Linked DNA regions of Gossypium hirsutum: region 1 is linked to region 2. The links are chromatin contacts, called in public Hi-C maps. All regions are on one chromosome and are shown on one strand. The core of a region is the stretch at or near the end of the contact, and the rest is flanking DNA. Distances in the headings are between cores, read along the strand shown. Region 1 has its middle 27 kb from the start of LOC121215051. Region 2 overlaps LOC107896628 (a long non-coding RNA gene).

Region 1 (4,744 bases), core at 475-2,974, 43 kb before region 2:
TTTGCTGACGACCCCAAGCCTTAACATTCGACACACTCCAGATCATCCTCATACCACCTAGAGCTTCGTCGGCAAGCACCTACATCGAACATTAAGGATATTTTTGGCTCGGCACCTCCAGTCTTGCAATACCCCATCACCAAGGGTGAAGGGGTATACGATTATACAACTTTCTTTAAGTACACCAGAGGTTGGCTCGAGCAATAATCAAACGCCTCCTCAAAGTGCATGCCCTCACTGATAGAGGCAGCGCGATCGTTATACATCGAGGCTAGGGACGTCATCGGGATCTAAATAGTTTTGATTTTTTTTTTGTAATTATTTACTTTGTAATTATTCTTCCAATACGAAATGTTTTGAATTTTTAACGTAATTGTTTATGGGCATAGATGAGTACAAAATATTAAGTAAAAAGTATGTAATTGGAACAAATAATAAGACGCAACAAAAAAAAATTACATATACAAGAAAATACAAACATTCTACAAAACTAGTATATGAAAATATATAATTCGACCAATAAATAATACCGACTAAATTTGATTTACATATACAAAAATAATACGAACATTTTAGAAAATTGATATACGAAAATATAAAATTCGACCGGCAAATAATACGGTCTAAAATATTTTTACATATCCAAAGATAATACAAACATTTTACAAAACTGATATACGAAAATATAAAATTCGACCAACAAATAATACGGACTAAAATTGATTTACAGATACAAAAATAATACGAACATTTTGAATAGTAGTTTCTCCATAGTTAGTCGCCTTCTGCTTGAATCAGGTTTACATTACATTTAGTAATTTTGACCATGTTCTCCCGCCATATTTTTTAACTGTCACCGGTCTACACAGTTCGCCATTTATGGTGAAAGAAGCCATCCGACCTTTGATTGCATAACCTTTACGGTTCACGTGACAATATATAATTCAACTCTATTAAAACATGACAGTATATAATTCACCTCGAAATTCGATTGTACACTCCAAAACACTCCCATCTGCAACACCGATTTGATGATACACTCCCAAATACGGTATCCCCATTTGATGGTACACACCCAAACACTCTCATTTGATGGTAATCTCAACAATTTTTTTCCCATCAAATTGCAATACCACAACCCAAAGAGCTTCTATATATATAGACTAAGGGGGTACCGGCCATCAGTGTCCCAGCACCCAAAGAAAATTTTTGTTCCCGAAAAAGTGGGTGTCGGCCATCTACTTCCCCCAACCCATGTTTTTTTTTTAAATCTGATAAAGTGGGTGCCGGCCATCTGTGTACCAATACCCAAAAAAAACCATTATGTGAAAAAGTGGTGCCAGCCACTTAAGTCCCAAAACCCAAAAAAAAATTTCAAATATTGATATAAATGTATACTAGTATACTATGGTTTGAAAAAGAAATACATGGATGCCGGCCATCTAGTGTCCAGCACTCAAAAACATAATTTTTTAACCCCTGATAATGATTATGTCAAAATTTTTTGTGGTGCTGACCACTTAAGGCTCTGAACCCAATTTTACTATTTATTTTAAGTCATTTAGTTGATTATTTTTTAATTTTAGTCATTTTTATAATTGTTTTTTTTTTATCATTTAGATAAATAGCCGTATTTTACAATTTTCGGAAGTGTGTCTTTTACTCTAGTGTTTAATATGTACTTCTTCGGTTTTAGATACTGCATTTTACTGACTGCCTGTTTGATGGCAACTTTCTAAAGCAGTCCTAATTTTCGAGTCCTATCAGTCTTAATCATGGGCCTTTCATGTTTGTTTGTTTGTTTTTCCTTCTAAATCTCAATTTATTATTTTATGGTTTAAGGTGAATTATCTAATTCATCATCCACTTTTTTGAGTACTTTCATTTTAGCCACATAAATAAAAATAGTTACAATTTGATCACTACTGTTTAGGAGGTTTTTCATTTTAGTCATGGAAATGTTAAATCCCTATCGTTGGCTGATTGGGCATACCACATCATCAATTTTGACCCTTTCTTTTTACCCTCACTATTGTTCATCATCTTCTTCCCCTTCATGCCACCTTTTGCTTCCACCCCCTTCTTCTTTTGCTCCCTGCTTCTAGCGATTCCACCATCTCTTCCTTTACCCTCTGCCATCGTCATCATCATGTTGAAAGAGAGAGGAGAGTTGAAAACTGGAAAACCTTGAAAAAATGAAAAATATAAACCACCGTTGAAAAAAAGTGGTACACTAATTTTCCCGCAAAAGATATCCGCCAATATTTGGTTGTATGGTATCGTATTCCATGATCCACCTTCTCCTCCTAATCCAACAAGTATATCATCACGGTCCATCATATAAAGTATGTCATAAATTTGGTTCACTGCATGACCAGCATCAGTCCATGCATTTGTATTGATAGTGATTCCCTGCATCACAATGATGTACCGGTCATTTAATTTTTAAGTCTGCTAATTTTTTTTTTCATATAGCTCACCTCTAAATGAAACTCTGATCTGTTAAGCTTCAACAGAAAGAAAAGAGCAAAGAAATCGTCGGTATCGACATCGGTATCCAACAGAATCTGACGAGGCTCGGCTTCGGCAGTGTAAAGACTTAATCAAATGACTTGTATGATCAAAATTATAACCATCCATGAATGTCTCAGCTGCCACAACATATTCATAGCTAAAAAAGAAAAATTCGTTCAGACAAATTATCAAACAAGTGTTACATCAATGTCTGAAACTATAAAACTCAAAAGAAATGATGATTAAAAAAATAAATAAATAATAAGTTTATAGCAATATGTAGTTTCAAAAAGTAGGGGAGTTTTCAATGATAAATATTCTGAAAATTAATGGAGGTATTGGTCAGAGACAAGAAACAATGAGATGAAACTATGTCTACTCTAACAACTTTTATACAAAAATTTTAAAAAAAAAAACATGGAAACGTGTATTACTTTTTTTTTAATAAGAAAGATAAAACAAAGGAAATGGACTAGAGGCCTGGTGTCCTAATAAAAGGATGATGAAACTATGTCTTATTTGGGTGAAACAGACATTCTTGAATCAACTGAAAGGGTGATTTTTAGTCCCTGTAAATTTGATTTTTCTGGAAAAAGTATATTCCCGCAAGAAATATAAAGGTGGGCAGTGAAACATGTAAAACTAAGAAACAGATTCAGTTCTCAAGTTCGTTCAATAGATTACACTTGCAAGACTGGAAAACCTTGGAACAGAAGGAGAAAATGGGTGGGGGGGGGAGAAAGAAAATGAACCCTACTGAAAGCACAAAGTGATGTCACAACAATGTCATATTGAAGAGGCAGGGAAAAACATAGGGAAGAAAAGGGCAGATGTTTCAAATGCTCTGTACATTTTATGTATATTTTTTTCGGAACTTTTTTGCTTCTCCTGTGGACGACTGGGAGAAAGGAAGTTCCAAAATGATCTTACCTCAGAACTGGGAAGTTGCTTCTCCTGTGGACGACTGGAGGTAAAGGAAGTTTCAACTCTCCTCTCTCTTTCAGCATGATGATGATGATGGCAGTGGGTAAAGGGCAGTGGCTAGAAGCAGGGAGCAAAGGAAGAAGAAGAATAGTGGAAGCAAGAGGTGGCATGGAGGGGAAGAAGAAGATGAACAGTAGTGAGGGTAAAAAATGACGATGTGGCATGCTAAGTCAGCAGTGAAAAATGATGATTTAATATTTAGTGACCAAAAAATGGATCCGGACTGCGGTGACTAAATTGTAAATATTTCTATTTAAGTGATTAAAATGAAAACATTTAAAAAGTTGAGTGACTAATTAGATAATACCCTATTATTTAAAACTGGTTCTCACTTCTCATCATTATAATTCGTTGAACTGAAAATGCACTGTCAGATTCTTTTCTTCATCACCAACAACGTTGAATTATCAGAAGAAATTGGAAGACACTATGCCCAGGATATTTATATTGTGAGGTTGAAGATTTTCCTTTTTAAGTTTCTGGGGAGATTTTGATCTAGCAAAAATCAGGGTTTTGGAATATGATAAAGATTATGTTTTCATGGGTTGTTTCAATATTCTAATAAGATTCCTAATGTCATTTTCTTGTGAGATGTGAGCAAACTTGATGCTTGGATAGGCAGATGGAAACTGGTAAGTGTACAGAAAGGGACCCTCAATGCATAAAAACCTTTCAACCCAATAAGTTGGGTGACCTATTCTGGCATTTGTCAATTACTGAAAAAAGAGATGTCTATATCACATATAGTATGAGCAGAAAAAAGAAATTTAAATAATAAAAATAATCCACTTACATGATAATGCTTCAATTTTTTTCATTTTAAATTGTCCTTATCAATATTAATAGTATTAATTCATAATTTTTCTTAAAAAATATAACATACTTTATTATTATACCTATACCCAACATTTATTAGTGTACAACTTATCCATTGTTATGCATTCATTCTCCTCTTAATTTATGTACTCTTCTTGGTCTGTTTGAATAAAAGATACCATAGAATTCTATAACGTCTAAAATGGAGGAATTTATTTCAATTGGTTTATAGTATCTATTAACAAAATTTTGACACTTTTAACTAGGTTTTCAATTCAGTTAAAAAATTACAAGAGTGTCTTTTTATTATTGAGACAAGTAATATTATTCCATGGTGTTTTAATTTTTTCATTTTAAAAAACGAAAAAATATATATACATATGATAGAATTTAAACTCACATACGCCAATTATATTAATAAAACATTTTA
Region 2 (4,932 bases), core at 1,836-4,335:
GATGTTTATCAAACTTGGAAGATTGTACATATTCACAGACATTCTTTCTACTAGTAGTAATAAGGGATTTTATTCTCTTAATGGAAGAGAAAATAGGCTTTTGGTAAGTAGAGTAAGGATTTACAAGGGGTAAGTCCCTAGCTTGGATTTTTTCTTCTTCAGTAAAGTACTCGGCTTCATATAAAGAAGAAATTTTTCTGGCAGAGTGAGTACTCGGCTTCATATAAAGAAGAAATTTTTCTGGCAGAGTGAGTTTTCAAAGGAAAACTAGGTAAAGATAAAGGTGCTTTAGAAGTAAAGGTTCTGGAAGTATTCATGATTAAGATTTTTTCATTCGAACCTATTGACTTTTATCAGCTTGTGTAACTTGGTCCAAAGTAATGACATTCAGCCAAAAAAGAATGGCCTAATTTTTTGTCCATCAATCTATTGGTCTATAGTACTCCATTACCCTTTTCAAATGTCACTTTCATTTGTTCCTTTAGATCGAAATACCCAACACACCCAAGGCTTAATTCATGCCATTTTCCTAATGGCCCAGCAGCGTCCTTGATGCCCACACTTTTATTTTTCCACATCTAGGCCCCACAAACTCCACTATCACTTTTACCTAAATTTAATATTCTTTACCTTTATTTTTGGCGCCTCTTATTCCCTATTCTTAAGATCAAATTCCTCCATATCCTTATCTAGAGAGAACAATGCCATAAATCTTGATCCAACGAAAGTATTCTCCAGATTTCCCACACCAGTTACCTTATTGCCCTTAGATCTACAACGTACCTTTTGCTCTACTAACATCTGTGGCCCGTACGGCCCCTTTTCTATGTCCGATCCTTTGAGCCGTCTTCGATTCCTCCAATTTTGAGACTGTCTGCAGCGCCTCCATCTTAGCATTTCTCTCCAAAAGTCCATTTAGGCAAGTTTCTTTCATATACCCGTATCTACCACATTCAAAGCAAACTAACGATAAAATTTCATACTCGATTCTCTGTGGCTTGCCATTAATCAAAACATTGGGTATTAGAGGCTTATTTAGACTAACATACACGACCATGCGGGCAAAACGCCCTTTTGTCCTACTATTGGTGTTCAGATTCAACTTTGTAATTGACCCTACCATTCCCCCTATTTCCAGAAGGATTTTCCTTTTATACATATATCTTGGTAAACTAGAAAGCCTAATCCACGCTATAACCACACTAAAAAAAGTTTGAGCAGGGTTGAATTCATCGTCCAAGGCTTTACAATTAGATATTGTCCATAGATAATCCAAAGACCCCCTGATAAGACTTTATTCGAATCACTCTTGTTTTGGAACCTGGCCAAGAAATATCCATTTTTTATGTCAATTAGATGAAACGGATAGGATGATTTTCACATATTGTATATTTTATTCTGCAAAGCCGAATATCCTATGTTGTGGCCTAGTAATTTTAATACCACTTTTGTGCTCATATCTTTGATTAGCATCTGATTAATCCTTTCAGAAAATTCAATGGAAGGGATTCCATTAATGAAAGATTTTTTTGATAACCCCTTCCATCAAATCTAAGTCTTCAACCGCATCAGCATCAAAAGGAGTCACCAATCTTCTTGAACCTGAGTTTGAATTTCTAACAACCATATCCTTCCAAGAGATTGTGTATGAAGTATTTCAATCTGCCGACGATGATTCCCTTTCAGACCTATCGGATTTATCCTTAAAACAAACTTTCTTAGTGATTAATCTTTACACTAAGAAATTTTCAAATCCAACACCTATGAGTATTCATATGTTGTATATATTTTAAACATTGAATTTACAAAAAAAAAAAACAGCTTCCATTAACCCAAAAATTAAAACCCAAAAAATCATTATCCTAGAAATTTATTTCATAACACTCATTTCATCTCTCTTTTACAAGAAGAAAAACCACATAAAATCATTAACACAAAAATTAAAATTCTACATGTTCATTTCTGTCATTTCATCTCTTAGTAAAAAAAAAATCGAGAACATTTAAAAACATAAGTAAACCTGAAAGAAAAGAAAAGAAAAATCTAAAATTAAAAAAAAAAAAAAAAACTCATTTCACTGAAAAGCTTTGAACTTTTCTATTCAAGTACCTTTGATTGAAATGGGATTGGCACCAAGTATACCACCAAAGTTTTGTGTGGAAATTGATGATGGGATTGATTCAAATCCCACCAAAGATCATAATATGCCACCAAAATTTGTGCGGGAATTGATGAATAGAAGTTCAAAACTTGAGATGGTTATAGAACAAACTTAGAAATTAGAACCATTTTCTTTTCTGCATTAATAATGTAAGATTAAAAAATCTAGAAATCCCAAAAATTTTCAAATTTCATCCCCTTCACCAATTAACATAAATAATAATAATAATAATAAAACCAATCACTCGAATATATCATTTGTCAAATCTTCCATGAGAGTCAAGTTTCCCCTTCTCCTTCAAGCTGTTTCTCGAATGGGTTTTCTTGACATGAAAAAACATTGCCGCAATAACAGCCCAAGTTTCAACAATATTGGCTCTGGCTAGATTCTACATCCTTACGTGGTTTTCATTTCAGAAATAAGAATAAATGAAAAAATAATTGATAGATGATGGTTTTGATCTGTGCGAGAATCTATATCGAATGCATATTAGAAATGAAGAGATAGCAAGGGATTTTTGAGGTTTTTGAAGGAGAAAAGGAAAGGATTTTATAGATGAAAACAAATTGGAAACTTTGAACAGCCAAAGCATGCAATAGAGAAGGATTTTTGATGTTTTATATCACAATAAAGAGCAGAAACTTTGAACAGCCAAACTTTAGTTTTGATTTACTAACGAAAATAAAAGAAAACAGGGCCTTGGGAAGGCAGTCAAAGGTCCCTACTAGACACGTGAGTGGGTGATGTGCCACGTCAGCACAAATCCTGTTGCCGTTAAGGTCAGAGACCAGTTTCGGAAACGGGAATAAAGTACAGGGACTTAATTGGATATTTTAAAAGTTTAGGGGCCACATACCCAAAGTACAGGGGCCATCACACTGTATGTGCTTCGGGATTGAAAAGTGCAATACCAAATTAGTAGGATCTACCTTCTTAAATTTTAACTACCTCAAAGCCAGAAGTAGCACCTAACTAGGCGGAGAATCACTGGGCTCTAAAGGACCAGCAAGCGAACTGAAGTAGTTGTCTCTGTCGCTGTATAAATTATGAGTCAGCCTAACTTTGGGCTTCAACTAAATTAGGATATTTTTAGGTAAGTGTAACCAAATAGTGGTGTCCATAGAATTGAAAGAAAAGGACCGGATTGGATGAAAAGAAATTGCTCTAAAATGCACCCCAACTTCTACTTCGGTACCTGATTTCCTGCTGAAAGAGCAAAGTCCAAGTCTCTCTCTCAAAATATAAATAAAATAAATATTACAAAATGGGTAAGAGGTCAAGAATATTATTCAACTGCTGTTGAAGAGCAGCAAAACAATTGTCAGTTTTGAGAACCAAACAAAGATAATATTCAATTGCCATTAACACGAAATGTGGTAGAAATAGAATAACAAGTTGGAAACTTCAGACACTAACGAGGCCATAATATAAAAGGCTTCATGCGAATTAAAAAAAAAAAAAAAAGAACCCAAGATAAAAGTGAAAAGCTAACCTTCAAAAGAAACTAAGCCTACCAATAGGGGAACAAAGAAAGTGATCCAAACTCTTATTGCTGTTAGAAATATGTATTTCATGAAAAACTTTTAAACTCTTCAAAATCAATATCTACCAAATGTGTTGTTTGCTTTTTCATTTTCCCCGCATTTGCAATTTCTTAGGATTAGTTTAGCAATGCTTTTTAAAAGTGATTTTAAAAAATGATGTGGAAAAGAGTTTAGAAGTATTTTTAAAAAACTCGGTTTAAAATTTGAGTGTTTAGTATTATTGTTAAAAAGTGCTTTTGAGAAATAAAATGTCTATTTTAGACATATATTATCAGGTAATAAATATGCATTTAAATAATACTCAAATTAGTTAGTATTATTATATTTTAGTAAAAATATATAAAAAAAACTTATTTTAACTTGTTGTTAATATTTTAATATCTGAAATATAAATTTTAAATATTTTTAAACAATAAATATTAATTATTTATAAAATTTAATTAGAATACATAAACTATATTTTAAATATTTAAATATAACCATTAAATTAGATATTAACATATTTGTATTATTTAAAAAAAATTATTTTTAATTAATAATTTTAACACATCTGTAATTAAGCATTAAGAAAAAAAAAAGAAAATGTTATGTTATTAGAGAGGTCAAAAAGTAATTATGCACCAAATATGTTTTTGATAGAGGAAAGCTAAAAATTTTAGTTTCACCCCTCTTTCTCAAAAATGTTTTTGAAAAGTAAAAAAATTTTACCTAAAAACAATTTATTTAGCATACCTTTTCAAAACAAAAGTGTATTTTTTTAAGTTAGGAAAAATACCTCATCTGTCGAGTTTGACATAAATGTATCTATATTGATCAAAACAAGACATCAAAGCAGTGAAGCCTCAGAACTTTACCCCATTTCCTCATTTGCAGGAACACCTTGCGATACAACTCCACCGCCTTCCCCTCTATCACTAGTCTATATTAATCAAAACAACTCCTCATATAAAAAGTGAGACTAACAAACAACATAGAAACAAGATACTATGCACCTTGGGCTTGCTGATAATTTCATCCACTTCTTCCCACCACCGCGGCTTCTGTGTCACCTTCAGTTGCTTCATCTGCAAAAACCGAGGAGTTCATATTAGGTTTCGACAGATAACTTTGATCAAACGCTTGGAGTCTAAAGCAGAAAAAAGTAATAAACAAATGAGGAAAAATCAGACGTCAAGTGAACTTTCTTCTGGATGGTTCTCACGCTTGTTGTGGGTGGAAATGCTGCTG

What was found. A called contact is a pair of places that touch in the nucleus more often than the background predicts.
Region 1: a Hi-C map of leaf shows a contact between it and region 2, with 3 times the contacts expected there. The contact joins two enhancer-like sites. A contact is called at or near these places in 11 of 34 Hi-C or Micro-C datasets (anther, callus, cotyledon and 2 more).

The regions. Positions count from the first base shown.
Region 1 is chrD02:46,721,106-46,725,849 of Gossypium_hirsutum_v2.1, reverse strand. No RefSeq gene overlaps it. Among protein-coding and RNA genes, the nearest start is that of LOC121215051, 27 kb to the left of the region's middle. Within about 2 kb of position 1,724, at least 1 of the 9 cell types and tissues checked has an H3K27ac peak or open chromatin away from gene starts, as enhancers often do. A contact at or near this core is called in leaf, where this site is marked.
Region 2 is chrD02:46,679,509-46,684,440 of Gossypium_hirsutum_v2.1, reverse strand. LOC107896628 (a long non-coding RNA gene) reads right to left here. Exons shown (of 4, transcript XR_005910276.1): 3 at 4,481-4,769; 4 at 2,755-3,367. Among protein-coding and RNA genes, the nearest start is that of LOC107896628, 4.5 kb to the right of the region's middle. Within about 2 kb of position 3,085, at least 8 of the 9 cell types and tissues checked have an H3K27ac peak or open chromatin away from gene starts, as enhancers often do. A contact at or near this core is called in leaf, where this site is marked.